4 separate regions of the Mus musculus genome follow, and regions 1, 2 and 4 are each linked to region 3. The links are chromatin contacts, called in public Hi-C and HiChIP or PLAC-seq maps. All regions are on one chromosome and are shown on one strand. Each heading gives the region's core, a stretch centred on a gene start, on an enhancer-like site or on the middle of the called end of the contact. The rest is flanking DNA. Distances are from core to core; before and after follow the strand shown. Region 1 overlaps Abca7 (ATP-binding cassette, sub-family A (ABC1), member 7). Region 2 holds the start of Zbtb7a (zinc finger and BTB domain containing 7a). Region 3 holds the start of Klf16 (Kruppel-like factor 16). Region 4 holds the start of Fzr1 (fizzy and cell division cycle 20 related 1).

Region 1 (3,197 bases), core at 252-2,751, 570 kb after region 3:
TGGGCAGAGCAAGGGCCTTAAGGTCCAGATATGCACATGACCTTGGATCTCCTTGACCACCTCTGCCTGCCAGCCCCAGCTCCCACCTTGAGGCTGTTCCGAGCATCAAGGCCAAGGGCCCACTGAGTGAGGTTGTTCAGGATACGGTCTAGCGCATTCCCAGGTTGGGGGCTCAGCAGTGCCCGAATCTCTGCCAATGTGCGGACCACCTCATGCCCTGTGGGCAGGTCTGGATCTCGGCCTCCCAGGGAGAAGCCCCCATATCTGGGAAATGGTTTGGGGTGGAGACAGGGAAAGTGAGAGGCTGGGGAGTGGGCAGGTGAGCTGGGGTTTCCCGGGCCAGGTCTCTCCTCACCTGACCTCATCCACCCACTTCTTGGTCTTTAGGCTGCAGGGGAGACACACAGGGCACAGAGCAATACAGCAATGAGAAAGGGGACCTGGGAACCCGCCCAGCCTCCCCAGTAAGGGGCACACGGAGCCTGGGTGCTTACCCTCGGCGCACCAGGCTGGGGTATGTCTTCACCAAAAAGTCAGACACATTTCGGCCAGTGAGGTTCTGGACCACCTCCCCCAAGCCAGCCACAGCCTGGGGGGGTGGTGGACCCCCAGCTCCAGCCGGGCAATCTGGCAACAGGCGGCGGGCTCCAGGCTGACTGCATTGGCAAGCTGGGGATGGAGATTCTGGCGTCCAGTTGCCACTGGCCAGGATGCTGGCCACATCAGGAGGGACCTCAGGGACCGTGAAGTAGCAAGCTAGGGAGTGTGTACACTCAGATCCCCTGTGGAGTGGAGAAGGGCTGTGGGTGCTAGGCTCAGGAGACACAGGCCCCACAATCCAATGAGACGAGGGAGCCATGCTCACCAGAGCCCAAGGGGCACAGAGGCAAGGGCCATGGAGAGAAACTGAGGCAATGCCGAGAGAGTAAGCAGCCGAGGAGAGTCGGCTGGGTGGGCCTCCTCACCTGGCATCTTTGTCCTGCATACTGGGTTCCTGCAGCCCAGCCTCCCCTAGCAGAGCCTCCAGCAGCTTCATCCGGTTGGGGTCCCCAGGGGCATCCTCACTGCAGGGTGACAGGCACAGCACTGTGACTGTGGCCATCCTATCACCCACCCAAGGTTACCTGCTCACTGTACCCAGTACCCACCTGAAGAACGAGACCTGAGGGCCATACATAGCAGGGCTGAGCTGCAGGGGTGGGTACTGGCCAAAAGGAGGCACAATGAGGCTGAAGAACAGGGCCAGGCCCACAAAGAGGGCAGGCAACACAACCTGGGGGACAATTCTGTCAGCATCCACCTCCACACACTCTACCCCACCCCCACCCCGCTCTACCACCTCCCAGGCTCTCCAGCCCCCTCCACAAACAGCAGGAAATGGGTTGTTGTGGAATGTAGTCACTGAATGACAGCCAGCATGGACAACAGACACCCCAGGACAGTCACCCATCCTCCTCAGTGTTGGGCATGGTCACCTGTGCAAACAGGCCCCGGCGGCTGCGGCGAGCAAGCAGAAAACGCTTGTGGAGCAGAGCCCGGAGCTGTTGACAGGTAAGTGTCCAGCCTTGCACTTGGGCAGCGTTGGGTGCCAAGCCCTGTGGGGCTTGGGGATCCAGCACCAGCTTAGCTGTGGGGGATGGGAGGGTGAGCTCCCGCACCCTGCGGGCCACGAGGGGTGTGAGCAGGGCAGAGACTCACCCAGCTCCCCATTCTCCAGAACTGATGCCTCTGGCCCTGTGGGGGGCTGTGGAGTGCATGTGCGAAGGTGCAGCTGCGGTCTAGAGTCCCCACCTGTGGAACCAACGGGCTTCAGGGCTGGGGACAGGGTCTTGCTTCCAGGGAAAAGGAAGCCAGAGCCTCTGGGGAAAATGGAGGCCGGAATTCAAAGGGAGGACTTGTTGCCAGTGCCAGGGAGGGACTCAGGGTTCAGCAACTAGGAAAGACCCAGCCAAGGGGGGGGGGGGGCTCAGGCCTGGTTTGAAGGCTCACAGAGCTAAGACACACCTTCTCTGTGCGCATCCTCCACCACCTTTAGGAAGATCTGAGGAGACAGAGCAAGAGACTCACAGGAGGGAACCCTCATACACCATTGGTCCTCACAGACCTCCTCAAGAGACTTCCAAGCAGTCCACCTTCCCTGAGAGCCATTCTCCCTCTCCAGAGTTCCCCCTTGCCGTCCATCAACAGACTCCTCAAAACCCCACTAGGTTCCATACCTCCTCCAGGTTGGTGTCCGAGATCCCGTAGCCTGTGAGACCCAGGAGCTCCAGCTGCTGATCCAGCTCCTGGAAGACCATGGCGAAGCTGCCATCCAGGGCCCCCGCATAGGGTAGCACAAGCAGAAGCTCATGGGGCAGGTCCTCCACGAGTTGTGCTCCAGGCACATGCTGCTGCACTAGCTCTAGTATCCGGGCTGTGCTTGGGGTGATGGGAACGGCGCCAGGAGCCGGGGCCTGGTTGCTCTTGTCTGAGGTTCCTCGTGTGAACGCTGTGTCTGTGGGCAGAGGTCAGGGGTAAGACCTTCTGGGCCAGGATGCAGAAGCAGGGGCTCTTGAGTTCTGTTGCTATGAGTTGCTGCCCCTGCCCTTCCCTCAGGGGTTTCCTGGCCCAGGCTCACCTGACGTCCTGCCATTGCCATCTGACTTCTTTTCCCGTCTGGGGTCCTCACTGTCTCCCTTCAAAGAAAGACAATGGTCCATCTCAGCAGGACAGAGCTGGGGACAGGGTTCAGGGACCAGCTCGAGCTCTCACCTTAGCATCATGGGTGACGAGGGACTGAGAACTCTTCACCAGGGTCAGGTAGTAACCGCAGCCCAAGTGTCGGCGCAAGAAAAGCGGGGACCCACAGCAGCACAAAGAGCCACCTGCCACCATGGCCACGCGATCTCCCAAGAGCTCTGCCTCATCCAGGTGGTGAGTGGAGAGAATCAGTGTCCGACCTGGACATAGGGATGCAACCCATGTGAGTCATTGGACTCATCGGTTAAAGACCCAGGCAACCCTATGCAACAAACTCCAGTACAATCCTCAAAACCCCACCCCAGCATAGTTAGAAAGCTTTTCATAGCTAGAAACGTTTTTTTGGTCCCTCAAACAGAAACCAAGGGAACCCCCCAGGCCATTCCATTCCATCTCCCAACTCTTACCTTCTCTGTACTTAAGTAGCAATTCCCAAATGCCACGGCGGGAAGCGGGGT
Region 2 (3,235 bases), core at 186-2,685, 560 kb before region 3:
AACGGGAGGGGGGGGGCTAAGAACGGTTACACAACAGGAGGGGAGGGGCGGCAGCCGGAAGCCGGGACCGCCACCGGCCCCGGGCGAGGGAGCCGCGGAAGCTCCGCCTCTTCTGCATAAACCCCGCCCCTGCACGCAGGCCCCGCCCAAACGCAGGCTCCACCCCCATGCAGCGCCGCGCCGGACGATTTCTAGTATCCATTGGCCCTCAGGTCTGCCACTCACCGCCCCTCCTCCGCAACGCCCCTCCCTGACCCGCCGCTATCGCGAGGCACTCTGGGATTTGTAGTTTATTCTCCAAGGCCACCTTCCAAAACAACAAGCACTGAAGATAAGCGAAAGAACTACAGAGCCCAGGAGAACCGCGACGACGCGCCCGCCTCCCAGACACTCCACCCCTCACCCCTTCCCTCCGCCTCTCTCGGGCCTTTTTTTTTTTTTTTTTTTTTTTTTTTTTTTTTTTTTGCAAAGCCCCCCTCCCTGTTTTGTCAGCCCCCTCCCCCCCTCCGCCAAGGCGCTCCATCCTGGCCAACTCCAACGTCTGCGCGCAATCCCGGATAGGCCTTCCCCGCCCCCCGCTTGCCCACTACCACTCGGAAAGGGGAGCGGCGCGCCCCGGGCCCTATTGCAAACTTAGCACGCGACGCACCCCTCAGCCCCCACCTTCGCCTTCGGTGAGGCCCGGCTCCCCTCCCCCGCGGGCCGCGCGCCGGGAACCCTGAGGCCGTGCCGCCCGAGTAGGGAGGAGGGATCGGGAGCGGGCTTGTGCCCTTCGCCCCGGAGGGACCCGGGCGGAGCCCCCCCGCCTCCCGACTCCTCTTCGGCTCTGGCCGGGCAATCTTGGTCTCCAGAACCCCTGAGCTACGGAGGCGCCCCAGATCCCCCATCCAGTCCGTTCCGCTCCGTACGGGCTCTCGGGGTGCGCACTGCGCCCCCGGCCGCGTCCCCACCCTGCAAGGAAATTAAAAAGGAAAGAAAGGAAAAAAAAAAGAAAAACAAAACCCACCTCTCCGGGAGAGGAGTCCCCTTCAGCCCGGGCAGCTTACCTCGCGGGGACCCGAGCCCGGAGGACGCGCGATCGGGGCAGCCCGCGGCGCGGACCTCGCTCGGGCGGGCGGCGGCGTCACTGCCCCTACAGTAGCCGTACAGTACGCAAAGCCCCGTATGATGCTCGCGACTCCCTTCCTGGTTTGTCCGAGGGCAAGAGGGGTCCTCCCTCGTCTTAAAGGTGCCGCAGCGCCGGCACCCCCACGCCCAGCCCGCCCCCCCGGCCACCGCGGCCAGAACAGGCTCTGCAGGTCGGCTCTTGCCACGTCCCGCGGGGCTGCGCCGCGAGAGCAGATCGGGCTGCGATTAGGGATTTGGGGGTGCCGGGCGGGCGGGGGGCGCAGCCCCGACCCATCGGCCCCTCCCCTGGCAAGCCCGTGACCTCTCCGCCCCGTGCGCGGCGCCGTGCCAGCCTGCTGGCTTATCTACGGCCCGGAGCACCCCAGGGTGCTGGGGGCGGGCAAGAGGGGCCCCTCGGGTTCAGGGGGTGGGGGCCGCAGATAAACAGCCCCGGCCTGTGCGCGCAGGGCGGGGTTCAGGGGGCGCGGGCTGTGCCCCCGAAGCCCGGGGCGGGGCGGGACCGGGTTGGCAATGGGGGCGGGAGTGCGGTGCGCACCCGGAGGACTGGGTGCCGGGGCGTAAGGGGCCCTCTGGCCCAAGGAGCTGAGATGAAGGCGAGGAAGTGACGGTCCCTTGCCTCACACCTCTCTCCAAGGCCACCAGGGCGCTGCCATGGTACCGCATCTCCCTTCTCTGAGCCTCAGTTTCCCCAAATAATGCAAGGAATCGAAAGGAGAAGAAAAGGTCTGTTGCAAGGTCGGCGAGGTTGCATCGGCGCTCCTGTCATCCTTGGCCTCAGTTTACCCAAGTAGTGCAAAGAACCCAGGAAAGGAAGAAAAAAGATCAGAGTCTGCATTTGAGCTCCAGGTCCCCTAACCCCCACATAAACCTCAGTTTACTCAAACTGCGAGGAACCCAGAGTTTGCAAGTACAGCTAGGTTGCTTTAGAGTGTCGGGTCTCCGTCCACCCCCGCCCCCATCTGCGCCTTAAATTACCAAAGCCATACCAGGGACCCCCCAGGGGAAGACTTGCAGGGCCGCGAAATGTCAGCTGAGCTCGGGGGTCCCGCCCTCACCGGTGCAGCCAGCCAGCAAACCTGCCGCCCCGCGATTACATAAAACAGTCGCCTCCACCCGGCTGTGCCAGGGGCGTAGCGCGGGGAAGGGGTTGGCGAGGGGCGGGGAAGGACGGTTGTTTTCCAGGCCTTGTAATTTTCCCCGCAGCCGGCTGGCTGGCCCGGCTGGTGTGGGGCGTGGACCCGGACCCTCGCAGGGGCGCCGCACAGCTCCGCAGGACAGAGGTGGGAAGTAGGAAAGTGCGAATCCAACCCTGCGTTTTCTGTTTTCTTTCTTTCTTTCTTTCTTTTTTTTTCACCCCCTTGTCCTTTTCTCTCCCACTTCCTCTCTGGTCGTGGGAGAGGTCTGGAGAGGGAGGGGAAGGCAGAGGAGGGGACAGGCGACATCCCGGTTCACCAGGCCTGCTGGGTTCGGGTTCCAGCACGCCACAGCCACCAGACGACCTGACTGTGGATCTGGCTCTGGGGAGGGGGCGGAGCGGGGAGTTAGAACCAGCGCCTGGCCTCAGTTTCCCCTTCAGTTCCCCTTCGTATGGAGACTGGCCATCCTTGCTTTAGCTTTAAGTGTGTCTGTCACAATATGAGATGTCAGCCTCCAAATGCCCGGTCCTTAATTTAGTTATTTTTCATTCATTGTTATTTCTGTTGTTGATAATATTTACAAACTGCCCCAGGTCGAAGGGAGCCCGGTATGTTAGTTTTGTTTTTCTTTTGTTCTTTTACATCAAAGCATCGACCCCCTCCCCGCATTTACCAACACATTTTTATAAACCGAATTAAAAGTACGGTTCAATCGGGCGTGGCAGCACACCCAGCACTCAGGAGGCAGGTGGATCTCTGTGAGTTCGAGGCTAGCCAGACTACACAGCGATTTCTAGGGCCGTTAGAGCTACAGTGACACCCTGTCTCAAATAAAAATAAATAAATGTACCCATCAACACCCAAATACATCTGGCTTTTTGTATAATAACTTGCCTTCAAAGGGGAAACCCTGGAGGTCCCCACAGGGGAAGTGGAAGCCCTGGGCCAGGCAGTGACACTAGCCAAGAAGA
Region 3 (3,065 bases), core at 117-2,616:
CCTCTGCTGGGGAATAAACATGATGGAGCTCGGACCGACAGACTGCTGTCGGTTGGGGTGCTTCGCCCCCTGGAGGCTGCGCGGGCCACTGCATGGCCTCCGCAACCCGGCGGGAGTTAGGAAGGGGCGGGAGCCTGGTCTCCTACTTCCGCGCAACCGGCGCCTAGGGCCTGGGGCTTTTAGGGGACCATCATTTCACAACTTGGTCGATTATCCATGGAAGTTTCCAATCGCTCCATTAGTCAGCCTCAGTTTCCCTGTCCCAGTCTCAAAGGGCCAGTGAGGGAGGGACGAAACAACCAGAACTCCAGTGTCCCTAGCTTCGCATAGATGACCGAGCCAGACCTTCTTATTGCAGCCCTGTTCACTTTTGCCATACCGGTTATCCACAGGCCTAGTGATTCTCGAGTCCCGGTGCGCAAAGACGAACTCTACAAACTCGATCAGCTAGGCAGGGTAGTGGGTACCCTACGCTCTCAAGTTCGACCTCCGGGATATTTTGTCCCCAAGCCAAGAATGGCATTGGGGACCCAGAGATGGGGAGTCAGGATTGGTGGGTTATTGCCCTGCTTCAAGGCCAGGAAGGAGGGGGAGGGTCGCGCACGTGGCCCGGGGGCGGGGCAGCGCGCTTCCGCACCCCCACCCTGGCCACGTGCGGATCGCACTCCCCACCCCATCCCCCGACACACACACCGCGGACAGGGGCGCGTCCCAGTGCCTGAATGTGGAGTGGGAGGAGGGACGAGTTGGGGAGGGGAGAGTTCCCGGCGACTGCGCACCGGGCACAGCGTGGTGGGCGCGCCGGGAAGAGGATGGAGCGCGCGCCCGGAGGAGGCGTGGCGCGCACTGGGGGTAGGAGGCGGAGCATCCGAGGCTGGGGTGGGGTGTGTGGGCGTGTCGCGGGGGTGGGCGTAACTCTCAAAGCCTTGGGAGGTGACGATCCGGGAAGGGCACTGGTGAGGGTAGTGCGTACCAGGCCAGGGGAACGATTTCCCTCCGTTTGGCTTGTTCTTACGTGGAGAGGGCACAATCCAGGGATTTGGGGACCCCGGGTGCTCTGCTGGTACACGAGGGGAGGGGGGGTTTGAAGTGCGGGAGGACCGGCAGCTGGCAGTGTGAGCTCCGCCCATCAGCGGTGGCGCGCGACTCTCTGGAGGACCGAGGGCGCGGCAGGAGGGGGCGTGTCCGCGGTGGGGAGAGGGCGTGGCTACTGAGCCCCGAGGGGGCGTCCTCCAGGAGGGGCAGGCTGCGGCCGCCCCCGCGGGCTCCGGTGCGTCAGGGAGCGTCAGGCGGGGCGGGGCGGGACTGAGCGCGGGCGGCGGCGGCGCGCCGGGGCCTCCTCCTCCCTTCCCTCCTCCGCCTCCCGCACTCTAGCAGCCGCTGCCGGCCGGACGGGCGTAGGTCCCACCGCCTCCGCTTCTCTCCCGCCGCCGATTCCGTGTCTCCGCGTCCTTGCCCGGCATGTCGGCGGCCGTGGCGTGTGTGGATTACTTTGCCGCCGACGTGCTCATGGCCATCTCCTCGGGAGCCGTGGTGCATCGCGGACGACCCGGCCCCGAGGGCGCGGGCCCCGCTGCCGGTCTGGATGTGCGCGCCACGCGCCGCGAGGCCACGCCGCCGGGGACCCCTGGGGCACCGCCACCGCCAGCTACGGCTCCGGGGCCGGGAGGCGCCACCGCTGCGCCCCACCTGCTGGCCGCCAGCATCCTGGCCGATCTGAGAGGCGGGCCGGTAGTCGCCACCGCAGCCAGCACCGCGGGGGGCACCTCTCCGGTCTCCTCCTCCTCAGCCGCTTCGTCTCCCTCTTCGGGCCGCGCCCCCGGCGCCGCCAAAAGCCACCGCTGTCCCTTCCATGGCTGCGCCAAAGCCTATTACAAGTCTTCGCACCTCAAGTCACACCTGCGGACTCACACAGGTAAGCCCCTCGTATTTTACACAGGTGGGATGCAGGGAGTGCATTAGAGAGGTCTCGGGGACCCCGTTCCCCCATCTCACTTGGAACCCCGAAACTGCGTGGCGCGTGGGGGGCGGGGAGGGGGGCGCGCCCAGGCTTCAGCGGCCCGCCGGCCGGGAGGGCGGGGACGTGGTGGGTGGGGCGCGCGCGGGGAGGCGTGGCGGCCACGCGGTCGGGCGGCGCGCGGAGGGCGGCCCTGGTGGCCAAATCTCCCGCGATTGCAGGTTGTTCGGGATCTACCCCGGCATGGTGGGTCCACCACGCGCGATCACAGTCCTCAGCCCCCTACTCCTTCGTTTTCGCTTGGTATTCTTGTCCTGTTTTTCTGCGCTTCATGGTCTCGCCCTTGGTGGTCAGAACATCCGGTTCCGTAGTTCTTTCTCGGCCCTCCCCCAGCCTCAGTTTCCTTATCTGTGAAGAGGGTCGGTAGATCCGGGTTACGGCCTTCTGGGTAGCAGCGCGGATTCCCTCCGAAGGGCAGCGAAGACTCTCGCGCAGGGTTAGGTGGTAGCATAGCAGTGGTGAGGGGTGGCTGCCCGGAACATTTTTCTTTCCATTCTGTGTACTTTTAACATGGTGGAGCGAGGCCACGACCCGGACCTGGAGTTGGGGCTTGAATCTTCAATCCAGTGGGATTGAAATCCTCACCACAACTCTTCGCCTACGTTTTGTGTTGGCCCACTCCACACACCTGTGATGGGTCAGGTCAAGGTCCAAGATGGACAACGAGATTTAGCCACACCAGTGTTTCTGGGATGCCCAATCCCCCCGGATTGGATGGGGCAAACCTTTTGCTAGGTACTGGCCGCTTCCTGTCCAAGGGTCTATCCATGTTAGCTGGGATTTGCACTGGGATTTGACAATCTACCCCTTTAACAGCGGTGTAGTCAACAGCTCCAAGGCATCCCTGGGATAGGGCCCCCTGCTTGTTATCCCTCTATTTACTTGCTTTTGGTTCGCCATCTCCTGTCTATATAAGAGATAGAGGCTGCCTTACTGATACAGTTGATGTGGGCAGCAAGGCACCCAAAGAGGGCTTGATGGGGGTGGGGGTGGGTCTCCTAACATGGTCACACTGGGAGAGAGATTAGGACAGCCTCCATAGGTGTGT
Region 4 (3,400 bases), core at 560-3,059, 800 kb before region 3:
CAGAGGCCTGGTCTTGAGTCTTGGCTGTTCCATTTCTGAACAGCTGCCAGCCCCTCTCTTGCTCTGGCTATGGCTATCACAATCTGCCAGGTAAGGAGAACGGCCCAACTCCCCCCAAAGCCTTGTAGTATAATTTGTTTTGGCATTACGTTGGATCTGAGTAGACCCCACAGGAAGAGTGCTCAACCACCAACGGGAATCTGAGACTGAGATAGCAGCATGTGTTGAACACCAGAAGTCCTTTGCACAACCCCTTCCCACTATGTCCACTGAGCTCACTCAGCCCGAGGCTCATCCTTTGCCCTATGTGCATTTAATTTTTTAAATAGTTCTACTTGTGCCTGTAATTGATGGTGCATGCTTTTGATCCCAGCTCTTGGGAGGTAAAGGCAGACAGATCTCTGAGTTTGATGCCAGCCTGGTCTGCACAGCAAGTTCCAGGACAGCCAGGGCTACACTAAGAGACCCTAACTCGAAAAACCAAACAGAAGGCCAAACAACACAACAAAACCCAACCCTATTTGGGTTTTTTTTTTTTTTTGGTGTTTTGTTTTGTTTTTTAAGATTTATTTACGTGTTTTATGTAAGTACACTGTCGCTATCTTCAGACACACCAGAAGAGGACATCGGATCCCATTACAGATGGTTGTGAGCCACCATGTGGGAATTGAACTCAGGACCTCTTGGAAGAACAGTCTGTGTTCTTAATTTGTTTAGTGTCATTTACCCAGGGGCTGGCACAGGTGTGCCCATGGGATGGTCAGAGTTACACCTTGCAGGAGTTGGTTCTCGCCCTCTACCAAGTGATCCTGGGTATAAGGTGGGCTCCAGCTGGCTTAGCTGCAATCACCCTACCTTTTGAGCCATTGTGATGGGCCCAACATGTATGGTTTTGAACCTGGACCCTCTTGAGGTTTATTTCCAGCTGTCATCACTTGGGGCTTCTGGGAGTGAGTACTCAGGGACACGATAAATATTTTGGGGGGGCAGGTGTCTAACAGTCGTTCTAACAATGCAGAAGTTGAGGCTGGAGAATTGCTTCCAGCTCGAGGCTAGCCTGGCTAGAGAGAAAAAGGTAGCTCGAAAATTGAAAACAATAAACGCACAGTGAGTAACCAGCAGCGTCCGCGCGCCGAGCGCCATCCGTGGGGTAGTCACTTAACTGTTGAGTGAATCATAGCTTCAGGGGGAAGCGCCCCACTTCTTCCACAAACAGGAGCCACGCCTTCCTCCGCGCCTAGTTACTCCTGTTCTAGTCGTCCCCCCCCCCCATTCAGCCGTGGTCTTCCCCGACTGCTCATCCCAACACGGTTGCCCCGGGCAACAAGTGCCGTCTCGCTTCCTGTATTGATTTAAATCCTGAAGGACGTCCCATACTCCCGAGCTGCTCCGCGCTGGGGCGCGCAGGCGCAGCTGTTTGGGGTGGACGCGAGCACGGCACAGAGTGGGAGTGTCTAGGGGGCGTGCCCGCAAGGGACAGGGAAAGAGGCGGTGTGGGGGCGTGGCCTAGGAGAGGCGTTGGTAACTCGAGGGGCGTGGCTTCAGCACAGGCCACAGGGGGTTGGCGGAGAGATCCGTGCGTGTGGGCCGTGAGCGTGGCTGAGGGCGTGGCTTGCCCACGGAAAACCTTGGCGGCGTTGGGGGGGAGGACCTAGGGGGCGTGGCCTAGGCGCGGTGATGCGCTGGGCGGCGGGGCCGGTCGCGGGCGCGCGCGCGGCCTGCGGGACAGATTGGGGGAGGGAGTCGGGTTGCCACTGAGTTCCGCCATATTAGCTACCGCGGAGGCCGGGGGATTCCCGTGAGCAGCGGCGGCGGGGCCTGTCGCAACGGCGGGGCCTCGAACAGGCGCGGCGTGTTCCTGGGACCGGCGGGAACCGGCGGGTGCCGGCTGGCGACCGGAGCGAGGCAGGTGAGGACACGGGTGACTCGGGGACCCGCCCCCCCAGCCGACCCCTTCCTTCTCTGGGGCTCCAGTGCGGCCTGATCCTGAACCCCACATCCCAGCGACCTCCAGTACCGGCCCCGACCCCGCCAGCTCTCTGAGTCTGTCAGAGTCCTCCATCCCCAGAGCTCTGCTCTGATAGTTGCTCCCCTCGAATCCAGGGCACCACCCGTCTTGTTCCCCCGAACCCCAGAATGCAAACCAGCTTCCCAGATGAGGCCCTGAGTCACCCCAACCCTGAGTCCCCTCACCCGGCAACCTCGCCTTGACCTCGCTCTGTCCATCACAGCAATCATCGCCCAGAGCCTTGTTCAGAGCACGGCTAATGTCCAAATCCAGGCATTCCACATGTTGCAGCTCAGAACCCTAGGTCAGGCTCCTTGCGCCCCCAAATTCAGGTCACCCTTTACTACTTCCACCAAAACCACCCAATTCAGGTGAGGTCCTGAGTCAGATCTCAGACGGTCTGTCCCCAATGACCTCGCCCTGTCACCAACACTCTGTATTCTTTTGAGCTATGTTCCCTTAAATTTAGAGCATTCTGTCTCATGCTGATCACTCAAGACTCAACTGCAAACCATTCATCTGCACCCTGTTGACTTCCAAATGTAAATCCCCCTGCCTCAGATGCTCCCTACATCCAAACTGGGATCTGAGTCAACCTCCAGAGTCCAGGAGTCTCAAATCTGGCATTCCCCAGGTGGGAAGGATTGTGAACTAAATTTGCCGTAAACACCCAGTGGTTCAGCCAACAACCAGGTGTCTCATCTCAGGGGAGACATGGCCAGAAACCACAGACATTCTGTGTCCCCAAATCCACCACGTACCCTCTCAGATCTGAACCTCCACTCTGTGTCTTCAAATGCAAGTCCAGGTCCTTCCATCCTCTATCCCTGATCCAAAGCCATTGTCCCCTACAAAGCCCTTAAATCACCCCACCAACTTCACTTGTCTCCAGCTGTAAGCCTGACACCAACCTCTGTATAGGCATTACCTTCCTACCCCGCTCCCCTAAATTCTCTGCTAATTGAGAGCACCTGGTGGGATGCACTCCTTGTTGAGAACACCTGGTGGGAAGCACGCCCCCTACCCGTCCTGTCTGAGAGATGACCTCATTCCTCTGGCTGCTGAGTCCCAGTCCTAGCTCCTTCCTGCTGTTTGAATGAGGGTGATTCCCCAGTGAAGATTCACCCAGAACAGACACCACCTCTGGCTCTCGGGATCAGGGCTTAGAAAGAAAGGGAGTTGGTGGCTCTAGCTCTCATGGGGCTGGGATGGCATGTGTTGTAAAGATTAATGGAGTTCTCAAGTGTGGATTTGGTACTTGAGGAGTTTAGCCCATGTTTTGTGGTTCAAGGGTCTCTTTGCTTCCTTCGGATAGAGGGTCAGGAGCTAAGTGTGCACTGGAGGAGTCTTGGTGTGGTTTATTTCCTGGTTCTGGGCATGAAACCTAAGGCC

Evidence for each region. A called contact is a pair of places that touch in the nucleus more often than the background predicts. HiChIP or PLAC-seq counts read pairs in DNA pulled down with a chosen protein or histone mark.
Region 1: a contact with region 3 is called in an H3K4me3 HiChIP or PLAC-seq map of pro-B cells, with 2.4 times the contacts expected there. The contact joins the enhancer-like site here to the promoter of Klf16 in region 3. A contact is called at or near these places in 3 of 39 promoter capture datasets (erythroid cells, liver and pre-B cells), 1 of 484 Hi-C or Micro-C datasets (CD4 T cells), 2 of 115 datasets of contacts at active chromatin or transcription factors (pancreatic cancer cells and pro-B cells) and 1 of 9 other capture datasets (liver).
Region 2: a contact with region 3 is called in an H3K27ac HiChIP or PLAC-seq map of embryonic stem cells, with 4 times the contacts expected there. The contact joins the promoter of Zbtb7a here to the promoter of Klf16 in region 3. A contact is called at or near these places in 1 of 39 promoter capture datasets (embryonic stem cells), 3 of 484 Hi-C or Micro-C datasets (B cells, cardiomyocytes and embryonic stem cells), 9 of 115 datasets of contacts at active chromatin or transcription factors (astrocytes, bone marrow-derived macrophages, effector CD8 T cells and 5 more) and 3 of 9 other capture datasets (adipose tissue, liver and macrophages).
Region 4: a contact with region 3 is called in a Hi-C map of muscle stem cells, with 5 times the contacts expected there. The contact joins the promoter of Fzr1 here to the promoter of Klf16 in region 3. A contact is called at or near these places in 2 of 39 promoter capture datasets (erythroid cells and liver), 1 of 484 Hi-C or Micro-C datasets (muscle stem cells), 2 of 115 datasets of contacts at active chromatin or transcription factors (memory CD8 T cells and pancreatic cancer cells) and 1 of 9 other capture datasets (liver).

What each region holds. Positions count from the first base shown.
Region 1 is chr10:80,005,730-80,008,926 of GRCm38.p6, reverse strand. Abca7 (ATP-binding cassette, sub-family A (ABC1), member 7) reads right to left here. Exons shown (of 47, transcript NM_001347081.2): 21 at 3,147-3,197; 22 at 2,752-2,939; 23 at 2,618-2,675; 24 at 2,217-2,494; 25 at 2,005-2,041; 26 at 1,699-1,791; 27 at 1,476-1,627; 28 at 1,149-1,273; 29 at 966-1,064; 30 at 495-782; 31 at 356-388; 32 at 87-264. Among named protein-coding and RNA genes, the nearest start is that of Arhgap45, 9.3 kb to the left of the region's middle. Within about 2 kb of position 1,501, at least 4 of the 459 cell types and tissues checked have an H3K27ac peak or open chromatin away from gene starts, as enhancers often do. A contact at or near this core is called in pro-B cells, where this site is marked.
Region 2 is chr10:81,134,471-81,137,705 of GRCm38.p6, reverse strand. It overlaps Zbtb7a (zinc finger and BTB domain containing 7a), which reads right to left and starts at 1,435. Exons shown (of 3, transcript NM_010731.3): 1 at 1,007-1,435.
Region 3 is chr10:80,575,597-80,578,661 of GRCm38.p6, reverse strand. It overlaps Klf16 (Kruppel-like factor 16), which reads left to right and starts at 1,366. Exons shown (of 2, transcript NM_078477.2): 1 at 1,366-1,915. The coding sequence starts at 1,462. Gm26710 (predicted gene, 26710) reads right to left here and starts at 538. Exons shown (of 3, transcript NR_155863.1): 1 at 380-538.
Region 4 is chr10:81,376,779-81,380,178 of GRCm38.p6, reverse strand. Fzr1 (fizzy and cell division cycle 20 related 1) reads left to right here and starts at 1,809. Exons shown (of 14, transcript NM_019757.1): 1 at 1,809-1,909.